Regions from separate parts of the Sus scrofa genome. Here region 1 is linked to region 2. The links are chromatin contacts, called in public targeted proximity ligation maps. All regions are on one chromosome and are shown on one strand. The core of a region is the stretch at or near the end of the contact, and the rest is flanking DNA. Distances in the headings are between cores, read along the strand shown.

Region 1 (2,700 bases), core at 113-2,612, 620 kb after region 2:
TTCCCATCACAAATGACTTTTCAGTCTTTGGTATTTAGTTTGGCCAGCCAGTGGTTCATTACAAAAGTCCTCTAAGAAAAGTTAAAACCAGTTAATGAACAGAAACAAAATGTAGAACATTTTTAAAAACTCCTTGATACCTTTCAAATCATGAGTGTATTTTTGTAACTTGTGTTTCACATGCCATTTTGCGAGAAAACCAATGCTGGCCTTATAAGCATCCTACCACTGTAAACGAGACCCCCTTGGGGGAAATTTATGGCTTCTCACAATACAGTCTCTAATATTTAGGCTCCAACTCTGGAAGGCAATATTATCTCTTTATCCTATGAGACTAGCAGGCTGACCAAACCAAGTCTGAAAAATTTAGATGACGTTTAAAGAAGTCAGACTGTGCTGGGCAGATAACTTTAGTACAAGTCTAAAATAGAATCAGGAACATTGGAGCTGTTCTACTTCTGAACATGGAGACATTCTGCCAAGACATGTGTCATCACTATAATGAGTGCACTGGAGGCTGGGACGAGTGTTGGAAAGTCCCCCAGTGAGGGGGCTGCCAAGAGGTGCTTCTCTGAGACCTTTCCTCCAGGTAACCAGGCTACTATCAAATTTAGCTCATACATGATTCTAAGAAGTAAGAACAGAGAAAATATTCCACACTAGAAAAAATGGTAAGTTTCTCTATAGTCTTGGTTTATTTCCAATAAGTCTTGACTTCTTTTTCCATCCTACCCTTCCTTCCAGAGCTAAAAAGAAGTTCAATTTAGAATAGGGCTTGCCATGAGCACCTACACAAATCCAATAATCGGATGATTATTTCAGCTTGGTTAATTAAGTGGATAAGGTTCAAAACCATGGAATCGAGTCAAATATAACGGGGACTTTATATCCACCACATTTTGTAAGTTCAGAGGAACAACTGGAACAAGTGGATTTTAATATTACAGATGCTCTTTGTCATTGTCTGCAAGTTTATCTGAATGGTACAAACTAAATGGATGAGTTTTTGAAAGAAGCGGGTGTTCAAGTGATACCAAATGACAAAGTGTATTAAATCACCATGTGGTGTGTGGCACCAGCTCCTGGCCCTCATGAGGGAAATAAGCCTGGCCCACATGTGGTGGTCGTTGGCAGAACTCATGTACACATCTCCTTTCTGCTGAAAAAGAACAGACATCTATTGGAAACAAACTGAAAAAGACACATCCTCTTTGATATGTCACTGAAAGGGAAAATTAATGTGATTGTAAGGCAACAGGATGTGGGTGTGTGACTCACAATGTAAGCGGCCCACATGATGCATGTTGACATCAGCGCTGTGGGGACATTTCCTTGGGTTTCACACCAGCAGCCGTTGAACGGGCTCCTTAGAGCAGCCCCACACACGCAGCATCAAGCAAGACTTCGTGGCTCTGTCTCTCCCACGGCCCTGGTGTCCACAGAGTCTTAGGGGAGAGCTGACGTTGCTCAACAACCCTCCCTTCCTCCGTGACCTGCTTCTTCCTCCAACCATTTGCACCGCTGCCATGCTCCAAGCTGCCCGGGAAGAAGAGCGAGGGCTGCGGGAGCCCTGCTCACTATCCAGCTCCCTGAGAGATAAGAGCAGCCGTTTCTTTCCCCATCCTTGTCCCAACCCGCTTTGTAATGATGGGAAGATGTTGCTCCCCAAAATACAGCTGAGGCTAGAAGCCATATGTGTGCTCGCCTCTATCCTGTGGACCTTATCTCTCTCTTCCTGATCGGGTTCTTCTGCGGTACAGGTTGTTCTGCCTCTCGTAATTATTGTTTGTGTACAAACCTTATTCCTCCTCTTTGAAATAGGGAACACGATCTACTCATCTTTTTATTGTCTGCAGCAGCTATAAAAGGCCCTAAAAATAAATGTTTATTAAGTTGAATAAACAGAAGCGTTTGAATAGAAAACAATAGGTACATTAACTAATCAACAATTTACGGAGTGTCACCTATGTTCTAAGCACTGTCCAAATTCTAAGTGTCACGAGTGTGAATACTCTAAATTCTTGCTCTCAATTAAGTCATTTGAGAGAGAGAGAGAGAGATCCCAGGGTGTAGTGGAATACAGAACAGGAAGGAATGTAGTCAGCCTAGGGCAATCAGTCCAGGCTTCTGGCAGAGGATGAGCTGACTTGGGTCCTGAAGGATGGGTGATATTCAAGAGGCAGAAAAAAGGAAACGGGCATTCCAGACAATATGAGCATTCTTTGCAAAGCCACAGTCATGGAAGTACAGTTTTAATTAGGAAACTAAGGACAGTTGAGACTGCAGCATTGAGAGGAACAGGGAAAGAAGGGACAGAGGAGAGGTTATTTACTTTCTATGGCTACATCACAAATGATCACAGACTTGGTGACTTAAAACATCCCATGTTTTTTATGTCAAGGTTTCTGTGGATTAACTGAGTCCTCTGCTCAGGCTGAAATTGCAGAGCTGCTTGGGCCTATGATCTCTTGGAGACTGAGGCGCCTCTTCCAGGCTCACAGAATTGTTGGCTAAATTCATTTCTTTGAGGCTGTATGATCCAGAATTTTTTTTTTTTTTTTTTTCTTGCTAGCTATTGACTGAAGACTACTCTAAGCTCCTGGAGGTCACCCTCAGGTCCTTGCCACATGGGTGGTCCATAGGCTCTGTCACAACATGCCAATTTGTTTCACTTCTGAGGTCACCTGGAGGGCATCCCCG
Region 2 (2,700 bases), core at 134-2,633:
TCTTCTTCTTCTTTTTAAAGAAAAGTTGTGACCAACCCTTTTGTGCCAGCAGGAGAAAAGAATAAGACTTGACCTCCTTTGTTCCAACAACAGTCTGCAACTGCCTCTTTCCATTGTCACAATGTGTATCATCTGTCAGTCGTCAGCTCTCCTTCCAGGACTGAGCTGCATTCTCCTTGTGTTATCACTTTGTTACATGGTGTCTTTTCTCATCTGGTTTTGGAATTTAAAGGGAAAATAAAAGACCATGAAAAATGTGTAAGTTGGATGCTATTCATTCACTTATTTATAAATAAATGGATACTGACAGGCACCTCATCAGAAAATGTTTACTCTATGAACAAGTGTTGATGACATGGGCTGAAAGACACAGTCTGGTGCCCCCAGGACCAGCTGCTCCTTCAGTACTTACCATTGTGCTGCCTCACTTTCGTTTTGGCTTGGCACGTACATTTTCAGGCTGCCTTACATTGTATCTCCAGGATACTTTATCTCTGGCACTGTCTGCCGGAGACAATAGATGTGCCTTTTTACCAAGCCTGAAAGCTTAGGCTTTGTCTGCTCTTGATCTCTGGCGATACCACCGCTTACATGAGGGACCTTGCCTGATGCCAGCAGATGCATCTGCTGTTGGCCCAGTAACTTTGCTTCATGGAAACGGCACTTGATTTTCTGTTCTTCATGCTGGTGTGCTGACATGTGCTAAACTGGACAAATGCTTTTGTTTCCTGTGGAGAAGAAACACCGCTCATTGCTTAGCTGGGGAAGAAGTGGATTAAGCTCTCGGATTTATAGTAGATCTCAGCTGGCTCCGTTCACAGATGCTGGATGAAGCCCTCCTCAGCTACTCCAGGGGGTACCATTTTGGAGGCTCTTGGGGAATTGGGGATTGGGTTCCTTGGGAATGTTCTGCTCCCTGTATCAACTCTAGATTGTACAGACCTGTCACACAGTTACAGCAAAGGAGTTTAGTCCTTGTCTATCAATCTGTCAATCAGTCAGTCAGTCAGCCAACAAGCATACAGCTGCTTGAATGCACAGCACTTTGTGCTGGGCTCTGAGAATACAAAGGGGAGTTAGTTATAATCTTTGCTTTAGAGGTTTACAGTTGGATAAAGAAAAATTTTGATGTACGCAAATTATACATACCTACATACACACCGAACTGTCAGATGCATTCAGAGGTGGGGGGGATTTCAGAAAGTGAGAGATCCTTGTGAGCCGAAATGCCTGGGGGAGACATCCTTGGGAGAAATGAAATTTAAACCTAATGTGAAATACTAACTGATGCGTTGAGTGAACCCAGATGGATAAAAATACACAGGCATAAACAGAGCTATTCTTGGATGTACAGTGGTTGTTTCAGAAAGGAAAACACCCTATGCCTTTGAATATCATATTTTTAACCCACAGGATGTACCATGTCAGTCGTGTTTATTTGCTGTATCCTCCAGAGGCGTGAGTCAACTAAAGGGAAAGAAGAGAGAACTGACATTTATTCACCGTCTCTGTTTGCCATGCACACTGTTGTTTTACATATGTCATCTCATGACGTTCTTCTGCAGCCCTGTAAGCCATGTATTACTATTTATAGGTGAGGAAACTGAGGTATAGAGAGGCTAAATCACTTGGCCAGGTCTCATGGTTACCAAGGGACAGCTCTCTGCATTATTTACACACAGCCAGTAATTCATGTGGTTTTTAAGGTGTTCAAATGAGTAGAGAAATTCAGTATCAATGCCATTTCTGAAAAAAATATATTTGAAATGCTGCTTGTTAGATGAATACTTTGTCAGGAACTACAAAAATGGATTAAAAGAAAAAAAGAAAAATAGCGAAAAGAAATAAACTAAAGCAATTGATGAATACAAAGGCTTTTGGGACACAAATGTCATACAGTGTGTCATACGGCACAGGTAGATCAAGATATGTGTGTGTGGTGTTAGGGGCTGTATGCTTCTGCATTTGGCACATTCTGCTCTACATCAGTAGAGCATACCGATGGACAGGGTCAATGTCTGATAGATTAGAAGAATTTTGTTATAAAATGATGAACAGTTCCACTCAGACTTTCGAGGATGTTCTATAGCTAAAATATTGCTTCAGGAACACCACAATAGACCCACTGCACCTAAAATAATTAGTAGAAAATAGGAGGGAAAAAGTAGAAAATGGGGACCTGTGGCCAAGCAGCACATTGTCTTTGAGTGATGAACTCCTCTGTAGGTCTTACCCTGGCCTGGACCATCTATTTTCCCACAGGCCGTCTTGTGTAGAGTCCTGGGCCTTTCACACTCTTGGCTCTTCAATCCTGGCTCTCTTACATGTTTGGAGGAACAGAGGCTCCTGCACCCAGCCCCTAGGGCAGTGGCTCAAGGGTCAGTGGACTTGGGAATGTAATGATGTTATTTGCGCAAGCAGTTGCTTATAGACTGTTAACTTTGCCCTGGGTCCTTTAGCTATTTTTGGTGGATTCCCAGAGGGGTAATCTCTTACAGTCAAGCCCCATTTTCTCCATGACCCCAGGCTGGAAATATCATCTGGCCTCTGTGTGCCTTACTCTTGCATCTTGGGCTCATATAGGGACCAAAGTGAGCAACCTAGGGCCTACAACCATGGCTAAGGAGAAGGTGGCGTCATCCCATCTAGGTGCCCTCTCAAGACTTTGTCCCTTTGGGTCTTGCTGAAAAGCAACTCAAC

The links.
Region 1: a targeted proximity ligation map of skeletal muscle shows a contact between it and region 2, with 13 times the contacts expected there. A contact is called at or near these places in 2 of 47 Hi-C or Micro-C datasets (heart right ventricle and skeletal muscle) and 2 of 2 datasets of targeted methods (alveolar macrophages and skeletal muscle).

The regions. Positions count from the first base shown.
Region 1 is chr5:91,071,564-91,074,263 of Sscrofa11.1, forward strand. The region is part of intron 3 of LOC102159120 (a long non-coding RNA gene); the gene reads left to right. Among named protein-coding and RNA genes, the nearest start is that of BTG1, 260 kb to the left of the region's middle.
Region 2 is chr5:90,449,983-90,452,682 of Sscrofa11.1, forward strand. It overlaps LOC110260821 (a long non-coding RNA gene), which reads left to right. Exons shown (of 3, transcript XR_002344330.1): 3 at 1-257. Among named protein-coding and RNA genes, the nearest start is that of PLEKHG7, 140 kb to the left of the region's middle.